3 separate regions of the Mus musculus genome follow, and regions 2 and 3 are each linked to region 1. The links are chromatin contacts, called in public HiChIP or PLAC-seq maps. All regions are on one chromosome and are shown on one strand. Each heading gives the region's core, a stretch centred on a gene start, on an enhancer-like site or on the middle of the called end of the contact. The rest is flanking DNA. Distances are from core to core; before and after follow the strand shown. Region 1 holds the start of Kcnq1ot1 (KCNQ1 overlapping transcript 1). Region 2 has its middle 16 kb from the start of Cdkn1c. Region 3 overlaps Kcnq1 (potassium voltage-gated channel, subfamily Q, member 1).

Region 1 (2,831 bases), core at 93-2,592:
CCCAAAAGGAATTGGCAAAGCAGATGTGTGGCCTGGTAGGAGGTGGGGTACCAAGCTAGGAGTAGCTTCTGAGGGTAAAAAGGAACTGTCTGTTGCTAGAGGATGACACCAGTTTCTCTTTTCTCCAGCTAAATAACAACAGGAGAAAAAAAGAGAAAAAGAACAGAAAAGAAAAAGAAAAAGAAAAAAAACCCAAACCTAAAAACCGTGCCTTCCCCTCCTTCCCCCACATATACTCAGTCATCTTTGGCAAGAGAGCTTCCTGGCTGTTTTTGTAGACATATATTTTCAGCAAAAGCAGTTAAGATGTATGGCTTCCTTGCGTGCTTTAGATGACCACACCCTGGCCTGTTCACAGGACTGGCTCTCCCTCCCCTTCCCCTAAATCCTGTTTGAAGTCAATTCTGGGTAGGGGTGGTTTGGAGAATATACCCAGAGTTCCACATGCTAAAACTATAGTTTGCACAGAAATCTGCATTCCCCCCCCTCGCCCCAGGCTTGCTTATGAATCCTGGGCAAGTGGATTGTCCCCCAAATCTGGCATTTTGTCAAGTTTCTCCAGGCTTTAGGTCAATGCTAGATACAGGGTGGTGCGTAGACAGTGTTAGTCAAATAAATGCATGGATAAGTAAGTGGACAGAGTGGAAACGATCCTGAACACTCCAGTGACAGGGCCAGGAACCAAGAGAATCTGGAGGATGGGTCGAGTGGCTGGGGTCTAACCTCAGGACTATCATTACCTAGTTTTATAACATGGGCAGACCCAGGGCCCCCTCCTTTTCATAAGTAAGATAGCCCCAAGACTTTCCTTACTTGGTGATTAAAAAAAAAAAAACAAGCAGGGTGGCCTCCTTGTGTGCTTTAGATGACCACACCCTGGCCTGCACAGTAGGATTCCATGGGACAGCTGAGAGGGTGGATTGCTTTTTTGCATCCCAAGGTCAGGCCAGAGCCAGGGGCATACTCATCTTTGGCCATGAAACCGTTTAGGTACATTGGCTGCCTCAGGTATCTGCCCTGTACTGCATTGAGGTTGGTCTCACACTTATTCAGAGTTAAGAACCCCAGGTTCAGCTAGGAAGGGATGAGGAAGGTAGGCCTTAAGGGGTGGTGGACCCAGCAGGCTAGGTCGTACAATCCTGTACAAGCTCACCCAATCCAAATGCTGGAGACATCAGGCTGTTTCCTCTTGGCCAATAAAAATAGTCAGCACAGAGCTATCTGTATCCAGCCTATCATGAGGAAGAGCTCCCTAGTCATTATTCAGCATCTGTCCAATCAACAGTGTCGTGGCTGCCACGTCACCAAGGTCTTGGTAGGTGGCCTAGCCGTTGTCGCTAGGAGGAACAGTTGCCTCAGCACGTCTGCGCAGCTTTCCTTGCGGCGCCCCTCCGCGTGGTCTATGATGGTGCATTTTGGTCCAGTCAGGCCCGGTGTGGTCGGCCTCATTTTGGATTACTTCGGTGGGCTTCTCCTCGGCGTGGTTACGGTCTAGTACACCTTAGTGTGCTTTTCTCTGCATGGTCCTTCCCAGCGTGGCTCGTCTCAGCAGCGTGGTTTTCATCCGTGTGATCGTCCTCTGCATGGTTTTTCACGGTGAGGTCATATCAGCCAGCCACCAGCCTCAGCATATTTGTCCACAGTTCTTTTGGAGCTGCCTCTGCTCGGATCACTTGAGCACTACACCTCAGTCCCGACTAGCCATCCTCAGTGTGCTTTGCTCAACGCGATCCTCCTCAGTGTTTGTCCTGAGCCTAGACCTCCATGGTGAGGTCTTATCTTGTTTCGTCATGGTGGTCGGCGATATGGTCCGATCTGCCTCAGCAATTGGGTCACTTCCGTGTGGATCGTTTCAGCACGGATCACTCCAGCGCGGTCGGCTGCCTTGGCGCGATCCACTTGGCTTCTCAGCATTTTTTTTTAGCCTGCTGGGTTCTCTCAGTTTTTCTTCAACACGCTTCTTTTCCCTCTGTGTGATTCTACTTGGAGAGCTTTTCTGTTCAGCTTGGTTCCCAGCGCTTCTTTTTCTCGGCATGGTTCTCCTAGGTATGGTTTTTTTCTCAGCGCGGGTTTCTTCTCTGAGTCAGCACGGCACAAGTCGCAAGTCCGCGTGGCCGCGCTCATCATAGCCTCCCCCTCCTCGCGGCAAGCACTCACGGCCAGAAGCAGAGGTGATTCGTGCCGCGCTTTCGCGGCTGGGCTCCATCTTCGTTTTGCCGCAGTGGCTCCGTATTCGTTTTGCAGTTACGGCTCGGTCCTCGTTTCACGGCCGGTCCTCGTTTCACGGCCGTGGCTCAGTTCTCGTATTTTGCGTCCACGTCCCCATCTTTGTGGCCCAGGCTTACAGAAGCAGGGGTGGTCTTGAGGCCCTTTGAGCCCCGAGGTCGGTCGAGTCCCAAGGTGAGTGGCCTAGGACACCGGCTCAGGCCTTCGGATTCTAAACCCCGGGCCGAGTCAGAACGCACTGGAGCTGAAACCGAATCGGGTCTGGAGACCCCTGAGCTTTGTAGCCCGGTGTGGCCAGCACCAAGGTAGTGAGTGGAGTACGTGTTGTTATGTGGTAGCTGTTTTAATGCTGAGAGTGAGGGGCTCCGTTCGGAATGTTCGCGCATGGTGGGGGAAGGGTATCGTGGAACTGAGGCTGGGGAAGGCTGCTTATTCGGAGTTTTGAACCGAGTTGTGATCTAGCTCTTGGATCCGAGTTGGGTGTGTGTATGTGTGGGTCTACAGTGGTTCCGAGTCTAGAGTGGAGTCACGATTGGAATCGGGTAGAGATTCGGGTCTGGAGCCGACTCGGAATTCAGGTGTGGGGGATTGGGAACTTGGGGTGG
Region 2 (2,831 bases), core at 218-2,717, 150 kb before region 1:
TATCCCCACTCCTGCCCTTCCTGTGGCTGCCCTGTAGAAAAAGCCTCTTCCGTGAACCTGGGTGACCCCATGGAAAGCCTTAGAATGCAAGGGCCCTTCCAGGTGGCATTTGCCACTTCCTGTCCACCTCAGCCATTGTGTCCCTTTCCAACAGGGAGGCAGATATTAAAGTTAAAGTTTTCCCCAGCCCAATCAAAGCCCTCAGCCATCCCAAGTGTGCTCTGTGGTGTGTGCTTTGGAAAAGACTAGCCCCTCCTCTGAGCAGGGTCTCTGGAGAGGACCACAGCCCTGGACTTGCTTTCCTTACTGTGAGGGGAAGTTGGTGCTGTTTGCATAGGAAAACTTCCCAGAGGCGTTGAACTCATTCCGAGCCTGCTCCACTTCCCCACTCAACGGACACAGGGAAGCTGGTTGGAAGTGGACCCAGATCAGCAGGCAAGGCTTCAGCCGGTTCCCGCCTGAAACAAGTAGTTAGAACTAATACCAATGGCGTTGGGCCCTAGCTTAGCAAAGCGCAGCAAGGATTGTTTTTCCCAAATCCTGGGGGAAACAAGGAGACCCACACTTTTACAAGCTCCCAACACTGTGAGTGTTAGAATCTGTAACAACTGGGGTTCAAAAGCGCAAGAATTCGTTTCTGAAGCTGCCTAGTTACACCCTGATTCTGGTGGGTCAGAAGTCTCCCCCGGGTGCGTGCCCTGCAGGCGGGACCGCTGCAGCCGGAGGCCACCCCAGGACAGAGGGAGGCAGAGTAGGCCTCAGGGGCTCAGTTGGGGGTGCAGGCAGCTGCGCCCAGGCAGAAGGGCAGACGCGCGCCACGGTGGCCCGGATCGCTCTGCCGGGACCGACGACCGAGCCTCCCCCTCCCGGCCAAGGCAGGACTCGGCCCGCCGGTCCTCGGGGAGGGGCGGGAAGGCAGCTGGACCCGGCGGCGATTTATGGGCCTTTCAGGCGAGCAGGTGCCTCCTCGGGCCGCTCATTGTCTCACGGGCTTCACAATGGGGCTGCGGCAGCCGTAGAGCCTCCCCCGCCGTGCCTCGAGGCCTGCACGGGCACCACGCCGGACCGAGGCGGCGCAGGAGTCCCGGATCCGTTCATCCATCTTTCCATCATTGCAGCCATCTATCCGTCTTTCCATCCACGAATCCATCAGTCCTTCTTCCATCTGTCTACCCATCCATCCATGCCCCCCCCCCCCCATGCACCCATGCACGCATGCATCCCCGCACAGCGACCCTGCACTTCCAGCGTCCCAGCCTGCGTGCCGCCTGGCCCGGCTGGACAACGGGGACCCTGCGTCCCGACGGTACGCCCGCGGCTGCGGCGCCCGCTCCTCCTGCACCGTCGGGCACCCGGGTCTCCGCCGGGCTGGCACGGCCAGCGCCGCCGCGTCCGGGTCGAACACACAGGGGCCCATTCTTCTGGGCTCCGCGCAACCATATGTCAAATCCGCGTCGACGCAGCAGCCCCCCGCTCATTCAGGCGCAGAACGTCCCGCAACAGCGAACAATCGCAACTCTGTTCGTGTCTATTATGGATGCGAACCGGGCGAGAAAAAAAAAATCATTTAACGCCAAGAGATAGCCAGCTAATTACCAACCATATGTGAGCCCGGATTCAAAGCCACGCGGAGTTCATTCTGAGTCCCGGCGACTTTATTAGGTATAGAAGACAGATGTCCCGACAGCCCACGCATCACAGAAAACCGTGTCAGGGAGTTTTTGAAACGAGGGGAGAGATCTTTAAACATTAAAGGCCCAGCCTGCTGATGGACTGGGCCAGGGTCCTCTGGGACCAGGGCCCTGGGAGTAGGATTTGGCCACCAGCTGTGCCAAAGTCTTGCCTGGCTGGCCCAGGGGAGGGCCCCTCCTTCCCCTTCTCTGTAGACTCAGGTGATCCGGAGGCCCCTTAAGATTTATGGTATCTAAAGGACTTTGGGGCTATCCTCTCGGGAGCTTAGAGTTCCTTTCTCTTTCTTCAAGGGGGTTTTTAGTAGGGAGCTGTGTCGGTAGGGTCTGGTTAAACTACCTAGCCTGGGCCTGCCTAAGCCGTCACACAATAAGTTTTTGCTTGGAGTGGAAGGAATGAGTGGCTTGGTGAATGAATGAATGAGCCCGAATGTGGCAGCCTACTCAACTACGAACACCCCTGGAAATGGGGGTGGCAGAGTGGATACAATAGCAAGGAAAACACCCATGATTCCTTTCCCGAGAAAATAGTCTCTGGCCGCCAGACTGCTATGATGGAAAAGGAGAAGTGAGCAAGTGAGTTGAGAGAGTGGAGAGAGGAGAGAGGAGAGAAGAGAGAGGGGAGACAGAGACAGAAAGAGACAGACAGAGAGGCAGAGAAAGACAGACTCACACACAGAGAGACATACAGAGAAACAGAGAGATCTTCCTGTTTTCCATGCAATGTAATTACGTCCCAGCTTTCCCCCCTTGTTATTCTTTTAAGCCAAATGTCTGAATAAAAGGATTATGCCCCCCCACCTGCGGCTGACTGTGCCCCTGTGAACAGGCGGGGGCCTAGATTAACTGCGGCCCCTGCCTTCTGAATTTTTTTCTATGAAAATAAGTGAGGTCAGCTGCCACTCAATTGTCACAGAATATATATTTGAGAATTTAAATATTTGAATCAAAGGAAAAGACGGGGGCTTTACAATCTATGACCAACCCGACCAGCATGCTCCCCGAATCCCCGTACAAAGGAAACAGTTCACTCCAAATGAATTGTCTCCTCCAGGAAGATTCTGCAGAAGAGGCCGCCGGCTCTCTCCCTTTTGTTTCTGGTGCTTTTGTTTTGTGTTGTATTTTTCTTTCTTCTTTTTCTTC
Region 3 (2,831 bases), core at 99-2,598, 130 kb before region 1:
CCAGCTGTTCCCTCTGTCCCATTCTTGTACCTGCCCATCACACTAGAAGTCCCAAGTGTGTGTGTGGTATGTATGTATGTATGTATGTATGTATGTATGCATGCATGCATGCATGTATGCATGTGTGTGTATATGTGTATGGGGGCTGCTAGATGCAGGGGAGGGAGGAATATTCAGGTAATCATAGCTGCTTAAATACCAGGAATAGTGGGTTGGCTATGTGGTGTTGTGGTGTTGAGTCAGGGTGGTCCTGGGAGGGACTACCCAGCTACCTTCCTGCCTTTGGGAGACTTGCTTGGCTCTGAGAAGGCAGGGCTAAGAGGTGGGGCTTGATGCTGAGGGGTGTGGCCAGAAAGGGGTGTGGCTGGATACTGGTGGACCAGGCAAGGGGTTTAGAGCTAGAAGATCAGGCAGGAGTGCAGGAGGGAGGAAGAACCAGCTTCACCCACCTAGGAGATTTCTCCAGCTGCCTTAAGTATATGGTTGTATCTTCTTCTTTGGCTTAGATGTCTCTTCTTAATCAGCCCTTTGTGATAGGACACTTTTACTGTCCTATGTCACAGACAGGGGGCGGGTAGCTGGTGAAAGATTATAGCTGGGTGGCAGGGGTCTCTCCCCTCTGTATGCAGGCTCAGAGGTGGGAGATGTTCAGATCTGGGCAGGGTCAAGCTCAGTGCTCCAGAACTACAGTCAGGGCAGAAAGGGAGCAAGGGAGGGCAGTGGCAGAGGCAGTCCCATGAAACTGGAGCCCTGCTGGTCTTCTAGCAAATGCTCCTAGCACCCACTGGACACCAGGGCCTCGATAAGGGGACAAAGGCACAGCTCTGGGGACAAATACTTATGGGTATTGTCAGCCCAGCCGCTAGAGAGCCAAGGAGAGGCCCACAAAGGGCCCGAAGAAAGGGCCTCGGGAGGGGCTGCAAATGGGCCTTCCCGCACATGCCACCGTTGCCCGGGCGACGGCCCTCTCATGGAGAGGTCTGCTGGGCCATTGTCCAGGGCCTGCAGGACGTGTCACACACCAGATGGTCGTGTGCTGTCTAGGTCACTTATAGGGGGACAGAGTGAAGGAATGTGGCCAGCTCGGCAGGCCGGGGCACCATCTGTTCCTTCAGACCATGGGCATCAGGCGGGCATTGAGCGTCCGGCCTGCCAGGCCCAGCCTTCTCCCCGGCTTTAATTAGGTAATTCCATAATTGGGCTTTATTTCAGGTAAATTGCATTTCACACCCGAGAGGGCTGCAATGGTCCTTGCGGGAGAACAGCACTTGGCCACTCTACACAGTCCATAACACGGCACCGAGGCCGGCAGGGAGCAGGGACCGTGTCTTACCCAGATGGATGGCCTTCAGCTCCCAGTGGGCTGTAGCCTGCCTGGGCAATACTGAGGGCCCTGGCTATAGCCAGCCACAGCCTGGGGCTTCCACAAATATTTACCCAACAAGGAAACAACAGCTTCTGCCTTCCAGCAATTGTTGCTGCAGAACCCCCCTTGAGGGGGGTTGAGGCCGGGAAGCCTGAGGCCTCAGCTGCCTTTCCACCCTTCCCTTCAAAAGCTGGCCAGTGCTTGTTAGACCCGACACTAAGACCTTGTGGAGGGAGCTGCTACCTAAGAAATTCAGGTAAGAGAGCCTTGGGGGGCTTTCCCCTCCTATAGGGGCCTCCAGCTGCACCCTCACACTTGGCTCTTTGATTCTACTGATTGCTACCTTCTGCCTCCAAAGACCAGGGCACCCCCATCCTTCCAATCACAGATGCCTCTGGCCCTGATGGCCAAGCATATAGGGTGGGCCTTGGAAGGAGGACAGAATGGGATCAGTAGAGACAGTGGACATTGGCTGGGGAAATCCCTGCTCACAGGGCTCTGTTTCCATTCTCAGTAGATGGATCACAAAGAGTAACAGCCACAGGGCTAGGTGATCAGGGCAGTATTCACTTAGAATAACCCTGCAGCCTAGAGGACTGACTGGACAGCCAGAGGAACATCATAATCCCAACAGGGAAACCGGGGCTTTGAAGGGAGCCCAAGAACCCCAGCACTTATTTGTATACTTCTATTTCAGAAGTGAAAGTCTTAGGGCCTTGGGAGCTGGCCCTGGAAAAGAAGCACTCTTGAATGTGTCACCAGTGAGAGCCATCTTGGCTGGAAAGGACAGATGAGAGTCCCGGGCACACGTCTGAGGGTGACTTCCTGTGCGTATATCAGTGTGTACCAGCCTAGTCAGATCCTGACCCAGGCTCAGCTACCTTTAGGGCTCAGGGTCTTCTGGGAATGTGGAGGTAATTACATCCTGTTCACACTGAGTAGGCAGGTATACTTGGAGTGGAAGCCCCAGGGATACCCCAAGCCCACTGGCTCAACCTTTCACACATATCATGGTTCCTCTGAGCCCTTGGGGCCTGAGCCTTTTCTGCATGGACCAACAAATCATTCTCACTCTGTGGCCACTGGGCACCTGGGTCCCAGGGAACTGCAGGATCCTGTTCACGAAAAGATTGAGACTGTCTGTGGGGATCAACAGGAGACAGGAAGGTAGAGTAGGGCAGAGGGTGGAAGGTGAGTGCTAAAGATCCCCCAGACTCTCTCAGAAGTAAGCATTGTGCCAAGATCAACCTGGGACGTCCCAACTTTATTTGGAAAAGTCTCTCAATCAAGATCATACTACGAAATTCATTAAAACACAAGAGTCTGAATCACCAGAAATTATCTTGATTTCTGTGAGGCGTGGTGCCCAAGCCCAAGGAACCAATCCTGGAAGAATCGGTGATGCCCCTAACTTCAATGTGGCGTGAAAGAGGCTGGAGTCTGAGCATTGGTCCAGCACCTCTGA

The links. HiChIP or PLAC-seq counts read pairs in DNA pulled down with a chosen protein or histone mark.
Region 2: a contact with region 1 is called in an H3K27ac HiChIP or PLAC-seq map of stem cell-derived stembryo, with 9 times the contacts expected there. The contact joins the enhancer-like site here to the promoter of Kcnq1ot1 in region 1. A contact is called at or near these places in 15 of 39 promoter capture datasets (the 3T3-L1 cell line, 3T3-L1-derived adipocytes, cranial neural crest and 9 more), 13 of 484 Hi-C or Micro-C datasets (cerebellar granule neurons, cerebellum, cerebral cortex and 6 more), 26 of 115 datasets of contacts at active chromatin or transcription factors (VIP interneurons, bone marrow-derived macrophages, cardiomyocytes and 15 more) and 1 of 9 other capture datasets (liver).
Region 3: a contact with region 1 is called in an H3K4me3 HiChIP or PLAC-seq map of neural tube, with 4 times the contacts expected there. The contact joins the enhancer-like site here to the promoter of Kcnq1ot1 in region 1. A contact is called at or near these places in 5 of 484 Hi-C or Micro-C datasets (embryonic stem cells, forebrain, liver and 1 more) and 15 of 115 datasets of contacts at active chromatin or transcription factors (VIP interneurons, bone marrow-derived macrophages, craniofacial prominence and 9 more).

The regions. Positions count from the first base shown.
Region 1 is chr7:143,295,058-143,297,888 of GRCm38.p6, reverse strand. It overlaps Kcnq1ot1 (KCNQ1 overlapping transcript 1), which reads left to right and starts at 1,342. Exons shown (of 1, transcript NR_001461.5): 1 at 1,342-2,831. All of the region lies in intron 11 of Kcnq1 (potassium voltage-gated channel, subfamily Q, member 1), which reads right to left.
Region 2 is chr7:143,443,982-143,446,812 of GRCm38.p6, reverse strand. No RefSeq gene overlaps it. Among named protein-coding and RNA genes, the nearest start is that of Cdkn1c, 16 kb to the left of the region's middle. Within about 2 kb of position 1,467, at least 39 of the 459 cell types and tissues checked have an H3K27ac peak or open chromatin away from gene starts, as enhancers often do. A contact at or near this core is called in VIP interneurons, cerebral cortex, embryonic forebrain and 5 more, where this site is marked.
Region 3 is chr7:143,426,823-143,429,653 of GRCm38.p6, reverse strand. Kcnq1 (potassium voltage-gated channel, subfamily Q, member 1) reads right to left here. Exons shown (of 16, transcript NM_008434.2): 16 at 2,612-2,831. Among named protein-coding and RNA genes, the nearest start is that of Cdkn1c, 33 kb to the left of the region's middle. Within about 2 kb of position 1,348, at least 33 of the 459 cell types and tissues checked have an H3K27ac peak or open chromatin away from gene starts, as enhancers often do. A contact at or near this core is called in VIP interneurons and neural tube, where this site is marked.